Regions from separate parts of the Mus musculus genome. Here regions 2, 3, 4 and 5 are each linked to region 1. A link is a contact called in public ChIA-PET, Micro-C and promoter capture Hi-C data. All regions are on one chromosome and are shown on one strand. Each heading gives the region's core, a stretch centred on a gene start, on an enhancer-like site or on the middle of the called end of the contact. The rest is flanking DNA. Distances are from core to core; before and after follow the strand shown.

What was found. Promoter capture Hi-C pulls out the DNA fragments that hold promoters and counts their contacts. A called contact is a pair of places that touch in the nucleus more often than the background predicts. ChIA-PET counts read pairs in DNA pulled down with a chosen protein or histone mark.
Region 2: a Micro-C map of embryonic stem cells shows a contact between it and region 1, with 5 times the contacts expected there. The contact joins the promoter of Spcs2 here to the promoter of Pgm2l1 in region 1. A contact is called at or near these places in 3 of 484 Hi-C or Micro-C datasets (CD4 T cells, embryonic stem cells and olfactory sensory neurons) and 3 of 115 datasets of contacts at active chromatin or transcription factors (a beta-TC-6 cell line, bone marrow-derived macrophages and embryonic stem cells).
Region 3: a promoter capture Hi-C map of hippocampal neurons shows a contact between it and region 1, with 4 times the contacts expected there. The contact joins the enhancer-like site here to the promoter of Pgm2l1 in region 1. A contact is called at or near these places in 6 of 39 promoter capture datasets (3T3-L1-derived adipocytes, embryonic stem cells, hippocampal neurons and 2 more), 1 of 484 Hi-C or Micro-C datasets (olfactory sensory neurons) and 1 of 115 datasets of contacts at active chromatin or transcription factors (bone marrow-derived macrophages).
Region 4: an RNA polymerase II ChIA-PET map of effector CD8 T cells shows a contact between it and region 1, with 7 read pairs. The contact joins the enhancer-like site here to the promoter of Pgm2l1 in region 1. A contact is called at or near these places in 2 of 39 promoter capture datasets (the HPC-7 cell line and hippocampal neurons), 2 of 115 datasets of contacts at active chromatin or transcription factors (bone marrow-derived macrophages and effector CD8 T cells) and 1 of 9 other capture datasets (adipose tissue).
Region 5: an RNA polymerase II ChIA-PET map of memory CD8 T cells shows a contact between it and region 1, with 41 read pairs. The contact joins the promoter of Ucp2 here to the promoter of Pgm2l1 in region 1. A contact is called at or near these places in 1 of 15 datasets of contacts at CTCF or cohesin (the NIH/3T3 cell line), 3 of 484 Hi-C or Micro-C datasets (embryonic stem cells and extraembryonic endoderm stem cells), 5 of 115 datasets of contacts at active chromatin or transcription factors (the SCID.adh cell line, cardiomyocytes, effector CD8 T cells and 2 more) and 1 of 9 other capture datasets (liver).

What each region holds. Positions count from the first base shown.
Region 1 is chr7:100,226,206-100,228,948 of GRCm38.p6, forward strand. It overlaps Pgm2l1 (phosphoglucomutase 2-like 1), which reads left to right and starts at 1,402. Exons shown (of 14, transcript NM_027629.3): 1 at 1,402-1,829. The coding sequence starts at 1,719. Gm34877 (a long non-coding RNA gene) reads right to left here and starts at 1,200. Exons shown (of 3, transcript XR_869834.3): 1 at 925-1,200.
Region 2 is chr7:99,857,517-99,860,259 of GRCm38.p6, forward strand. It overlaps Spcs2 (signal peptidase complex subunit 2 homolog (S. cerevisiae)), which reads right to left and starts at 1,367. Exons shown (of 5, transcript NM_025668.3): 1 at 1,248-1,367. The coding sequence starts at 1,361. Xrra1 (X-ray radiation resistance associated 1) reads left to right here and starts at 1,702. Exons shown (of 19, transcript NM_001164258.1): 1 at 1,702-1,714.
Region 3 is chr7:99,877,067-99,879,809 of GRCm38.p6, forward strand. Xrra1 (X-ray radiation resistance associated 1) reads left to right here. Exons shown (of 19, transcript NM_001164258.1): 7 at 2,304-2,401. All of the region lies in intron 4 of Gm38405 (a long non-coding RNA gene), which reads right to left. Among named protein-coding and RNA genes, the nearest start is that of Xrra1, 19 kb to the left of the region's middle. Within about 2 kb of position 1,410, at least 8 of the 459 cell types and tissues checked have an H3K27ac peak or open chromatin away from gene starts, as enhancers often do. A contact at or near this core is called in hippocampal neurons, where this site is marked.
Region 4 is chr7:99,945,117-99,947,859 of GRCm38.p6, forward strand. The region is part of intron 2 of Rnf169 (ring finger protein 169); the gene reads right to left. It also overlaps the pseudogene Gm18959. Among named protein-coding and RNA genes, the nearest start is that of Gm5115, 14 kb to the left of the region's middle. Within about 2 kb of position 1,390, at least 60 of the 459 cell types and tissues checked have an H3K27ac peak or open chromatin away from gene starts, as enhancers often do. A contact at or near this core is called in the HPC-7 cell line, adipose tissue, bone marrow-derived macrophages and 2 more, where this site is marked.
Region 5 is chr7:100,492,039-100,494,781 of GRCm38.p6, forward strand. Ucp2 (uncoupling protein 2 (mitochondrial, proton carrier)) reads left to right here and starts at 1,320. Exons shown (of 8, transcript NM_011671.5): 1 at 1,320-1,427; 2 at 2,176-2,337.

The DNA.
Region 1 (2,743 bases), core at 152-2,651:
TAGCATAATTCTTGTTTTGTTGATTTTTAAGGCAAACACTGCAACCCCTTACAATGACATATATTATTTTTCAGAATCTCTCAATACAATTATTTTATGCTAGTAGTTTGGATTTTATTAGAACAAATGATGTCTTTAAAAAATAAAAGGAATACTTTGGATTTATTATGTCTTTTATCTTTGAGCCTCAAAACACTCTAAAACTATTTCTTCAATTACTGTACTGTCATGCTATAAATATTATATAATCCTTACAAGAGCAAAAGGCTGATGAGGAAGAGTTTTAATATACTTGGTCAAGTCACACCAAGAAGGTATTTGGCACAGTGTGGTGGTGCACACCTGGAATTCCAGCACTCAAGAGTTCAATTTCAGCCTGGCGTATATTATGTTCAAGGCTAGCCAAAGCCATAGAGGAGACCCTGTCTCAAAAACAGAGAAAGCAGAGTGGTCCATATACAAGACTTCAGTATTTCTCTGGCCTCAAGTAATGAGACCTGAAAGGCGCACATTTATAGAAGAAAGAAAGTGAAGGTGTTCATTTCTTTTTTCCTCTGTATTCCTACTTGTTCATGAATTTTATGATGTTTGTACATTCTTAAAATAGGGTTAAATGCTGACCCATCATCTGACAACCTTCTTATCTATTTTCCAGACATTATATTCTCTCTACCTCTATTCCGCGGCTACAACTGAACAAAAACAACTGCCAGCTGAGGTAACATAACAGACTGAAACCCGCATTCATTTCTCAGGAACGCTACTGCTCAGAAAATTCGGTTTGCCTTTCAGTTCCTTCTGTGTAAAGTGGGAAAGGAATATACATACAACCTACCACACAGGATGAATGAAATGACAAAAAACGACTCGTAAACTTTCAAGTACAAATAGATACCGTTGTTCCTTACGTCATTCCTTTTTTACCTTAAAGCAGGAGACCACCACTGCACAACATAAGTAAGAAGCGTCAGGGAACAGGTGGTGCTTTTTCTCTCCGAGGGAAGGGAAAGGCAACGGGTGTACAGAACTCGGGGAACCGGGGAAAACTACAACTCCCGTGAGGCGTCACGCGCGCCACTTTGGGCTCCCAAGCGAGACCAAGCCCTGAGGCGAAGAGGGTGGGGCCTGCGCGCGCCGGGGACTCTCCTAGTGAGTGCAGAGGCGGGCTGCTTGAGACGACGGGGACACCAGGTGGAGGCGCACGTGCGAGTGCGGGGCGGGTGATAAGGGAAAGACAGCTGAGGAACGGCATTAAAAAAACAAAGCCAGCTGTGCACTGTCGCCTCAGCGGACAGCAAACGCTGCAGCGGAGGTGCGGGGCGCGCGCTCCCGGGCTCGCGCCTCATGCCTCGGGCACTCGGACGGGCCGGGGCGGGCGGGGGCGGCGCGGGCGGCGCGGGGGCGGGGCCTAAGGCGGCGCGGGCGAAGGCGGCGACCCAGACATCTGGGACTGTTGTTGTTCTCTCGCCTCACGCCCGCCTCAGTCAGTTCGAGCTGAGATCCGGAGCTAGTCTGCTGGGAGGCGGCTGTCCTGTCTCCGCCCTCTCTCCGGGTTCGCTGGAGCTGCGGCAGGAGCTGGCGCGGACTGAACAGCTCGCGGTTGGTCTCCGATGCCCTTCGTCAAGGAGGGGGTTTCTGGACCCTGGTGAGCGCACCTAGAGCCCCCCTGACTCAGTGTCTTCGCCCGCCCCTCGGGCCCGCAAACCCGTGTGTCTACCATGGCTGAGAACGCAGATGATGACCTGAACTCTAACCTGCTCCACGCCCCCTACCTCACTGGGGACCCCCAGCTAGACACGGCCATCGGGCAGTGGCTGCGTTGGGACAAGGTGGGTACCTGGTCACCCCGGCATCTGTCCCCTCTTTCTGCTCACCCTCGCACAGTCCACCCTTTCCGGTACCCACCCAGGGCTCTGGAGGCTCCAGGGGAGATGGCTCCAGCCAGCGCAGGGCTAGTGGAGTTGGGCGATGCCTCTCACCTATGCAGGGGCTGCTTTCCCCGGCGGGCTGGGCTGGGCAGGGACGACTGCAGTCTCTTTCTTTTGTGGTAGGCTACACCGCAGTCCCGCTTCCTCCCTTGCTGCCCCTTCCCTTCCAGTGAGTATCATCTCTCATGGTCAAAATACTTCGTCCTCATTCTCATCGTTGTAAGTTATCCTCTGTGTACTATGCATCCATCACCTTTCCTCTTTCTCCTTTGACTTCCTTCTCTGCAGAACCAGAAAGTGGCTTCTGGTTCTTGAACGTTACTAACCACTCACTATGTTGCTCTGCTGTGTTTCCACCCTCTGTCACTAGGTAATCGCTGGCTAGGTATTCGCTAGTCTATTTCACTCTTATTTTCTGGTATCACCTTTTGCTATTAAATGTGACAAGGGTTCTCCTCTTATTTCATTCCTCTGCCGGCAGTTATTTATTGGAAGTATCCTGTTCAAAAAATTGTCATGGACATCTAGAATAGTCTAGTTGTACTGATAGAATTTGCACCATTCTCAAATCTTAAAAGGCAGATTCTGATCAGATATTTAGGAATTGCTTAGGAATTTCAGAATTGCTGATGCCATCGTTTCTTCTCTCTCCCTCCCCTTGTGCAGGTATATAGGGTGGGTTGGTGAAAGCTAGAATTAAAATGCATCCTTTTCACTTGTAAACGAGGCTCTTGGAGGCTTTTTCAGAGGGTGGGATGATAATCCCAGTGTTTGTTTTCTCAAGTGCATATGATACAGCTGCTAAAACAAAAAAG
Region 2 (2,743 bases), core at 117-2,616, 370 kb before region 1:
ACTTGAGGACCAGACAGATGGCTCAAGGCTTACAAGCCGAGTTTGGTCCCTGGATCCTGCACAAAGCCAGTTCCAGTCCAGGCCAGCTTAGCTACACAGCAAGACCCTGTCTCAAACTTGACTCTAAGGACCCTCCAAAAGACAAGGGGAACTGGGGACGTGGGTCAGTGGTGGAGTGCTGCCTACCATGTAGGAAGCTACACAAATGCGGGATGATCAGGCATCCATCTCTTAAGCCCTAGCCATCTGTTCCACACAGAGGAGTAATAGAGCATTTCGATTAAAATGTTTCAAGAAAAGTGGTTTACTATATGAAAGCACCATGCTTCACCCTCATCACATCAGCTGGGAAGGACAACCCTGGAAGGGGGCCAGAAGGTATGCTGGACTAAACCCCTCATTCTACAGAATAAGGAAGGCAATAAGGAGAACAGGCACATTTTAGGACACAGAGCTAGAGGCAAAACTAATGCCAGGCCCGTTTTTCAGGCAACTGTCTCTTGCAAGTTGCTGTGCAAGGGGCAAGATGGTCAATCCAGGAGCAGCGTTCCTCCCCTGACTCTTTCCTTTAAGCCCTTATGGACAAGGACGTGAAATTCTTTAGAAATTGTGTAGGCAGAGTGGAAAGCAGTCAGCTGGTACAGACAGAAAAGGCCACGCAGGGGAAGAGAAAGGCAGGGAACCCAAGAGGGACAAAGAATCTTAAGGCTTCCTATCAGACCAGCAAGGGAAGTCAACATACGAATATTTCATTATTTGACATATCATGAAAAAATTAAAAGAAACCAAAAAAAAAAAAAAAACCCTTAAAAACTTTAAAGGCCAAGGAACTCTTTGGGCTCTGTAGCAACACGCGAGGATGATGGTGGAAGGGTTTGGGGAATACTGACTTCGAGGAGATTCTTTCAATTTCTTTAGAAGTTCCATTTTCCACGTTGATGTTATGGGCATTTTCAAGAGTGGCCCTCCTAGCACAATAGAAACGTGATCATTATGGTGAAATATTGCCATAATTACGAGAAGCTGCGGTGGCGGTTAGGGACCAGCAGCACTTGCTTAAAGAGACGACTAAAGGGAAGGATTGTTTTCCAACGTGTAGAGAGGGCAAGTTACAAGTGTGCGTTCGTGTGCTACGGAGGAGCGCTCAAGGAGCCACAGAAAATAAGGGGGTGGGGATGGGAAGCTGGGCTCACCAGCTCCTGGGCATTCCCCGGGCTCTAGATTGTCCCCAGGACTAAGCTCCTCACCTTATCCAACAAACCACTGCGGCTGCTGCTTGTCCCGCAGCTGGGGCCGCCGCCAGCCCCACTACTGCCTCCGCCACCGCCGCTTCTCCCACCCTGCGACGCCGACGCTGCCATCTTGTCTCCCTCCGTGTCTCCCTCCCATACGACTTGTCCGAAGCCGATTGGCTGAAGCTGCTCATGTGATAGGCAGCGCAGAGCCCATCGGGATCCGTAGTCTGGTGTGCTGATGAGGGCTGAAAGAGGCCGCGGGGCTTGACGGGACTTGTAGTTAGAATCTGCCGTCGCCGGTTGCCGCCTCCGTTGCTAGCCACATCCTCGCGGTTACTAAGGAGTGGGTGGGGAAGGCTGTGGCAAGCGCCACCGTGGAGCGACTCCGAGATTCCCGTGAGGCTTGCAGGCGTGCACTCCGCCTGACAGGGACATCGCCTCCGCGGGCTCTTCGGAGGCGGAAACGACGCCGAAGGCAGGTGTGGCTGGAAACTTAATTTTGCTTGAATTATGAGTCTTTCCAGCCCCAGATGTTGTGTCCTAAGAAGGGAGGTAGAGCCTGCTCTTCACCCCTTTCTGTCCCTGAAGGTAGAATATCAGCTCGATTATTCTCTCCGAAGTAACCATAATCTCAGCTGTTAGTAATGTTTCCTGTAGAACTATCATTTATTGAGTGCCTACTGTGTGCTAGGCAGTGCCCTACATGCACTTACATCCACCCATTCTGTGTCTGTCTCAGGATAATGCTGTATAGACAAGAAAAGGAATTTTTCAGAAGCCAGAGAGCATAAGTCAGAACACACTTAAAACCAACTTTTTAGTTTTTTAAACTTAAAAGCATGTTTCCAGTTTGACAATGTGATTTTTATAAATATTGAGAGAAAAAAATATTGAGCACCAAAAAAACTTGACACTGAAACTAAGGCATATAAGGAAAATAGACCTGGGATATCTCATAGTAATATCACTTTATGCCATATTACATTGCATTATTTAGTTTTTATACCTACATATTTTCCATATGTGTACAGATGATCCGCCAGATACTGAATTCGCTAGACATTTTGTTTTGTTTTTCTGAGACAGGGTCTCACCATTAGGTCTAGCTGTCCTGAAACTCACTGTGTAGACAAATTGGCTTCAAACTCCCAGAGATCCACCTACCTCTGACTCCTTAGTGCTGGAACCAAAGGTGTATAATACCATGCCCAGCCTCTGAATCGCTTAGCATGTACTCAGTCCTGTTCTACACACTTAGAATATACCTCTGAATGAAAGAGACAAAATGTTCTTGGCAAGGCTATGTTCACATGATCACTAAAGAATAGCAGATTAGATTTCATCCTCGATTAAGCAATTCCTGGCCACTCCAGTTGTAAGGGTCCAAAAATCACTGAAAGAAGACCCCAGGCTCAGAGAGTATACAAAAACAAAGAGCATTTATTCTGCAGAAACACCAGCATGCAGGGGCCAACCATTCTTTGAAATGGTGACCCCAGATAAACGCA
Region 3 (2,743 bases), core at 160-2,659, 350 kb before region 1:
AAAAACTGAGGCTAGATGCACTGGCAAGGGCTTGATTATCAAGGGCTTTGAGAGTTGAGCTTAGTCCTCTAGACAGAAGAGGCGTGGAAGGCTTTTAACCAGGGAATCTCAGAGAGGAGGGGTTTTCCATGGGAGGGGAATGAAGCTTGAGATGGGGAGTGAAGGGGATTGAGAGAGTGATCTGGGAAGAGATGGGAATCACAGGGGCAGGGATGAGGCTGGGGATACCCAGAGACAGTTCTAGAAGGGGTGTGTCAATGAGTTTGTTTCAATGAGTTGGAGGATAGCGTCCATCAAAGCATCTAATAAGATCCTTGCCTTAGAAGAAAGTGTATTCTGCTAGGAATGCCTTGGTATAAACAGGCCAAAAGGCCTGATAAATGCCCAGCTTCATTAAGGACAAAAACATGGGGGTCACTCACAGCCACCTATAACACCAGTACACAGTTTTATGTCCATCAAATATTGGCAAGTATGAAAGATGCTAACCACAGCCAGCCCTGCGTAGTCAAGGGAGACTCTCGGTGAAAGTCAAATATAAGAAAGTTGTGTGAGTCCTTAAAGGAAATTTGGCAATGTCTCTTAAAATTTAAGATGAGGCTGGAGATCTGGCTCAGCTGTTAAGAGTATTTGCTGCTCTTGCAGAGGACCTGGGTTCAATTTCTAGCACCCATGGGGGCCACTCACAGCCACCTGTAACTCCAGTTCCAGAGGATCCAGTGACCTCTTCTCACTTTCATTGGCTTCTGCACATACTTACTGCACACAGTGTCACACAGGAACATATACATATAATAAATAAGTAAATAAATAAATCTTTTAAAAGTTGAGATAGTCACTGCCTTTAGTAGTTCTGTTTCTAGGAATATATTCCACAGAAAGAGACTTACCCAAGGGAATTCCCCCAGTCAGTGTCTTATTTGACCTTACTGAGCCTCCTGACTCTCAAGCTCTTGTAGGCTACATAGTACACCAGGTTCACTTAGAAGCTTCTAAGTGATTCTACATTGTGTTCCTGTAGGATTTCAGGAGTCCTACAGTGGAGTTCCCATGGTTGACTCTCTTGCAGGGTTGTCCACTAGCCAAGAGTCACCCTGGGTGCTGGACAGAAACTCTCATTGGGTAAATGCAGGGATCACCCTTGTTTGGAAATCTCATCAACACAGGAACCAATGTGCCATTCCATAGGTCTATATTACAGAATACCCATGAAGGACATGTCTGATTCTAGGAGTCACCACTTAAAGAGAAGCACCCCCTTCGGGCATTTATAATTTATACCTTCTCCTGGTCCAGACATAATTTTCCACTCTGCAGTCATTTTTACCACAAGCAATAGTTGCCTAGTAACACAGTTACCATAGCATGTGCTTTAGGTTACCAGGGAAACAGGCCTAGAAAGTGAATCTAAGATCCAGTTGTCATGCAAGAAGGAGTCCTTGATTACCTCCCTCCCACATAGGTTACACACTACCAACAGGAAAAGCGAGTGCATGTCTATACTAGAAAGATAACTAAGATGCTGGACAAGTTTAACCTGGAATAATCTTCACATCAAACTGTGAAAGGAGAAAAGCCACTGTACAGCATGTATTCTGTTTTTATAAGAAGAAAACTGTATTTCAATACATACATGAGAAAAATATTAGGTATATACATAAAATTTTGAACAGTTGACACTAAATGTTGGGATTAAAGGAACATTTTTCCCCGTGATGTTTGACTATTTGGGGTAAGCATGTTAGCATCTCTAATCAGAGGTTATCTAGGAGTGTGGCTCAGTGGTAGAGAGTTTGCCTAGCATGCACAAGACCCTTAGGTTGGCCCCTGGATTGGGAAGAGAAAATAATATATATCAGTTTTAAATGGACAGGCCTTCCATTTGAACAGACTTAACATTCGAGCCTTAGTTTTCCCAGTTACCAGCCACCTTATTTCAAATAAGTCACTTAGCCTTCCAGAGATGTCATTTCCTCAGTGATAGGATGAATGGATTCTTGTTAGTGAAGTAGCTAGAGGTTTAAATTTTTCTTGGAATCCCCTAGAGATGAAGTAACAGGCAGTTGGAAGCCACCCAGGGTGGACGCTGGGAACTGAACTATACTCTGCAAGAGCAGGGAATTCTCTTAACCTCCAAACCATCTCTCCAACCTTATGGTTAGAGATCTGAGGTCTGCAACATAAAGCATCGCCCACAGCTGGAAGCTCAGTGAATGATCATTAGCATCTTCCTCTGTAAGCCTTTCCAAGCTCAAGATCCTCTCTTATTCTCTTTCTCTCCCCCCCCCCCCGTTTCCATGTAGATGTCTTTCACACATTTCCAGTTCTAAAGGAACTGGAGCTTGCGTTCAATGGCATCAAGATGGTCTACGTGAAATATGGAGACTTCAAGACATTGGAAGTAAGTTGGAGGTAGGAAGTTTTTGATCCTACCTGTTCCCCTGTAAGAATGAGTATAGGCATCTCGACAGATTATGACTTTGGACAAAGGTTCTCTGGGCCTTCACTGCTAGGCTCTTGCTTCTTGCTTCTGGCCTCTGGAGAAGATGGTGGTGATGGTGGTGGTGGTGATGATGATGATGACAATGATAATGATGATGAGGAGGAGGATGGTGGTGGTGATGGTGGTGAAGGTAATAGTGTTAGTGGTACTGATGGCAGACAGGTAATTATGGCCAAGGTGTATGACCCTGGAATGTAAGTGCCAAGGGTCATTCATATTCAGAGGAATCTATAGAAAAGT
Region 4 (2,743 bases), core at 140-2,639, 280 kb before region 1:
CATTTTATTTCAAACTCGGAGCATGTCGTCATGGAGACGGTTGCACAATAAACCGACCTTTAGCCAGACCACTGCCCTCTTGAACATTTACCGTGACCCTCAAAACCCTTCCCAGTCTGCTGACGGTTTGCGCTGTGCTGTGAGCGACGTGGAGATGCAGGAGCACTATGATGAGTTCTTTGAGGAAGTCTTCACTGAGATGGAAGAGAAGTACGGGGAAGTCGAGGAGATGAACGTCTGCGACAACCTAGGAGACCATGAGGAGGATGCAGAGAAAGCCGTGATCGACTTGAATAACCGTTGGTTTAATGGACAGCCGATCCATGCAGAGCTGTCCTCAGTAACTGACTTCAGGGAAGCCTGCTGCCGCCAGTATGAAATGGGAGAGTGCACAAGAGGGGGCTTCTGCAACTTCATGCATTTGAAGTCCATCTCAAGAGAGCTACGACGGGAGCTGTATGGGCGCCAGCGCAAGAAGCATAGATCCAGGTCCCGATCCAGGGAACGGAGTTCCCGATCCAGAGACCGTGGACGCGGTGGTGGAGGTGGAGGTGGCGGAGGAAGGAGCGTGACAGGAGGCGGTCAAGAGACCGGGAGAGATCTGGACGATTCTGAGCCGAGCCCTTTTTACCGTGTGTCTGCTAGACAGTGTTGTAGTTGGTTGACAAGCCAGTTCATAATGGGATTAAAAAAAAAAAAACCAACAAAGATGGGTTTCTGAATAAACTTAGTAGTGATACAGTTAAAAAAAAAAGATGACAAAGAAACAAGACTATTTTAGGGGGAGGTGTGTCTGTTTTAATTAATTAGTTAGTGAATTATTTCCTTGTATATACATTTGCATAGATGACTGGGTGCAAGTCAGGAAGCCATGGTGCATGCACTTGAGGACAATTGCAGGAGCCTGTCTTTCCTTCTGTATGGGTCCCAGGGGTGGAACTCAGATGGTCAGGCAGGGCGGCAGCTGCCTTAACAAACTGAGTCATCTCACTAACAAAAGGTCTCACTACTGCATAGCACAGGCTAGCCTTGAGCTGAGTCATCTCACTAACAAAAGGTCTCACTGCGTAGCACAGGCTAGCCTTGAGCTCAGGGTGCTCCTCCCTTGGCTTCCCACGTGCTGGCATTCCAGCCTTGTACCTTCACACTTAGTTAAAAATCATACTTCTCACAGGAGGTTGTCTCTAGATTTAAATAATAACAACAACAACCCATAGCAACAAAAACAAAACAATAGAGCCTGGCTTTATTCTTTCCATTTCTATAGGTCTGACTGCTATAGCCTGAACTAGTCTCGAAGTCACTGAAGCTACTTCAAGTAGTTATATGTAAGCAGGAAACACCACGTACACTGCAGTGAAGTGGACTTCCAGCTCCACCCAACTCAAATGAGACCATACAGGAAGAGGAGCAAATCCACAGACAGGAAACAAGACGGAAGTCAGTGCTCACAGGCCATCTCAGAGACTCTTGTTTGGAGACTAACCACAGACAACACACAGATGGGCATTGCATCTTTCATGGGATACAGAGGAAAAACGAGATCAGGCTTTAGCATCACAGTAATTACATTTGCTAACAGTGTGCCAGGCACTGAGCTAACAAACTAGGCCTCTGTGTCCATTACACCTCTACCCCTGCCCATGTTTTGCTCACACCCAAGGCTGCAGGAGAGGATCTAAGAGCTTAGGGTAGCACATGGAAGCTATAGACCACCCCCACAGGACTTACCCTGCTCAGATCTTCATTTGCATGTGTGGCTGTAAACTGGTGTTGAAGAGGTGAGCACAAGAGGCCCCTGAGTTCAAGGAAGCCCTCTAGTAAACCAGCTGTACTTATGAAGTGTCTATGAGAACCCCAACCTCTACCTGTGCCTGGACCAACATCTCACTCAAAAGTAACTATAGTCTTGGTTTCTAACACTTTAAAATAATAAAATCATTTTATCTTCTCGAGGCTCTTTAGAGCCTGAGCTAGCCTTGAACTTCCCAGCCTGCTGCCTCAGTTTCTCAAATGCTGGGAGAATAGGCATGTGCCACTGTATCCGGCCTAGCTTTGACTTTTACGTACATAGAGTACTCTGTTTTTTGACTGCCATCCTTCATTCACCATTCCAGGAAACTTAGCTGTGTGCAATTTCTCATTTTGTTCTTTGTATTCTATTGCTTGATTTTAAAACAATCTGACCATCTATTATTCATAGGTACCTGGAGACATTCTAGCCTGTGGCTATTTAAAAATAAGCTGGTATTCTTGACGACTTACCTAGGGATATGCATACCACAGAAGTCTGGAAGAACCTGTGAGTCATCCGATGTGGGCGTGCGGCCAGCTTCTCAAGCTCACTGTACAGACTACACTCCCACCTGCAGCCCCTCCTGCCAGGAGGAAAACAGTCGCTCCCAGATTCTCCACCACTCAGTGCTCTATCTATTTTTGCCATCCTGTGGGCTGGTACTGCATTAGGACTTTGAGAGCCAGGCCCGCAAAGCACTTCCCGAAGCTCGTTACTTGCACATCCTCTTTCTGGCATGGTTAGCCACGTCACATCTTTGCCCTTCTAATAAGAGTTACTTATAGTCTTTGGAGATGAGGACTGTCAGGATAAAATATACACATACATGTGTCTGCATATATTTCTCTGTGTTACAGCTTACATATGTTCATTAAAAGTCCATGTGTTCAAAATGTAACCCTCATATTTGGAGGCAGGGCTCTGAGAGATTAGAATTCTATGTTCATA
Region 5 (2,743 bases), core at 70-2,569, 270 kb after region 1:
TGAAGGTTTATTTTATCTAGTCTTGTTTAAAGTAAGCCAGCTGGCTAATAAAGCCACACTGGGTGTTCAGGATCCTTTCCTGGGTACGTTTTTAAGCACAAAACCCATGTTTTAGGGTGACATACTTCAGCTAACAAAACAAGTTAGCCAGTAGTGGAACCACAGAAGCCAAAAGGTAAGATCAGTACATTTAGAGATTTTTCCAGAACGATGGACATTGATGGTTCTGTCTGTGTGCTGAGTTTTACAGTTGAATGGTACTTCCATCATGGAGTCAGATGTGCTAAGGTCTGGGGTCCTATTAAGGTCTGGGGCCTCTCACACTTTCTTGTTCTGGAAAATAATGGTTAATGATGACCTGGAAAGATTATCGTTAGGTGCCTGCGCCGCCTACCTGATGCATAGTAATTGCTTTCCACAAACGTTCACCCAGCCCCCTCCTCCCACTGCACTTTCCACAGCAGCCCAAACCTACTTGAGCTTCTATTATAGTATATTCGGACCCCTGGTCCCCGGCTTCCTGCTCTTGGGCGCCTAATTCCTAGGCAAGCAAAAAGGGTTCCACGCCCTGATCTAATCTCTTAAAACTCCGGGGCTAAGGAGGATAAAAACAAAAGAAGAAACCGACGGAGAGTACCAAAGCTTGAACACAAATTGAGGCAAATTGAGACCTGCTTCCTACCCCCACAATGCACGTTAGTCCCCGACACAGGGCCCAAGTATTGCTTTCACGTCCCCCACTCCTACGTGGCCATTATCTCGCTGAGGTCCCGTCCACCTGCTGAGTTTGTCCTCGCTGGGCTGGAGTGCAACAGGCGAGGCTCTGCCCTGCCCTCTTCCTTGCGGGGCGCCAGCCTGGCTGCACTCGGTGCAGAGGGGAGGGGAGGCCAGGTGTTCTCGCCCCACTCCAGCCGTTAGGTGCCAGTGTCCCCCGGGACCTGACTGGGAGCGGCAGAAGGCGGGAACGCCAGCCTTGCCCCGTCACCACACCCGGGTTTGTTCCGGTCCCCGAAGCCCGCGCTCCGCCCGGTCCCCAGGTGCCTTGCAGGGAGGGGGAGGGGAGACTTGAAGGGGTAAGGGGTCGCGATCCAGAGCAGCTGGCCAGTCAGTCTGCCTGTCCTCACAAAGAGATTGTCTGCCCCGGGAATAGAAGGGGAAGATCTGAGACTGGAGCCTCTGGGGGGACCTAGGGGTTTCAGGCAACCACAGATGGAAACGCCTCCTCACCCGGGGGCGTGGGCCGCCCTGGCTCCGCCTCGTCACGCCACGCCCCGACCACGCCCTCTAGACTTAAGTTCTGTAGGCGCGGGTTCGCAGCTACTGTCAGTTCCGCCCTCGGTGTCGTCGGGTCGCCAGCTTCCTGGGCAGCCACCACTCTCCCGCCGTCGGACACAGCCTTCTGCACTCCTGTGTTCTCCTGCGGTCCGGTGAGCGTGCCCCATCCCTTCGCTGGCCGCACCTGCTCTCTCCCACTCCATCTGTCTTTTCTCTTTCTTTTCCCTTCCCTGGAGTCCTAATTTGCCCTCTCTAGGTTTCTTTCCTCCTAAATACGCCCTTTGTTATTTGCCTCTGACGTCCAGTTGGTCGAAGGTTAAAACCTTCATCTCTTTACTTCTTCCCCTCAGCCTCGATGTTCCCAGCCTGACCCGGGCGGGGTGGGGGAAGGGGCTTTCACGTCAGCGAAGATCAGAATGACTGTCACCAGGAGGCTCTGGGCCATGTGCCCTAAAGCCTGTTCTTGTATCAAGGGTTGTTTGTGCCTGGAGGAGCCTTGGAGTTTGTTTGGCCTTTGTTACACTATCTTATGTGGCTGCCTGCCGGAGGTGGAAGTAGGGACACAGGGAGACTGGACCTGCCTTATCCTGATTCAACACAAATAGATATAATGCTCCACTCAACAGTTTTGTGACTGTATCCCCCAGGCACAGCACAGCTGCCTGTCTACATAACTGTCTGAGAAACAAATTTGGAAGTGAGCCAACGTGTGGGAGTAAAGACTCCTGAGTTCTTCCCCTAGACCCTGGCTGCTCTGAGTGAGAACTGAGCCTTGCATGGGTCCCTCCCAGCAAGGCTGTCTGAAAGGACTTGTGTGACAGATGACCCTTCCTTGCAGGGCGGTGGTCCTGCAAAGACAATCTTCCTTTCTAAACTTGGCTTCCTTCCTCTCCCCCACAGGACACAATAGTATGAACTTTAAGTGTTTCGTCTCCCAGCCATTTTCTATGGAAAATCGAGGGGATCGGGCCATGGTAGCCACCGGCAGCTTTGAAGAACGAGACACCTTTAGAGAAGCTTGACCTTGGAGGCCTCAGCCTGAGACCTCAAAGCAGCCTCCAGGTAAGGAGTCCCGGCTAAGGAAGCCTTCTCTCAGGCCTGGGGCCTAGGGCTGCTCAGCAAGACAATAAAAATTCCCCTCCTCCCACCCTGATGAGAGCCTCTTCACAGCTCAGCAATCCCCTTCTTCATCCCTGATCACCTTCTGGCCCGTAAAGATGGCGGACCCCAGTGTATAAGGGGAGAACCTGAGTGGGGTGGGGACTGGTTCCAGGTGGCCTTGGCAGTCAACAGCAGAGCTGGGGCAGAAGCTTATGGTGTGTGTGTGTGTGTGTGTGTGTGTGTGTGTGTGTGTGTTATGGTGTGTGTGTATGTGGTGTGTATGTGTGCTCACGTGTGTGCTCACGTGTGCATGTGTGTGCATGCACGTTTATGTAAAGGCACACGGGTGCTGTGGCACGCACATGAA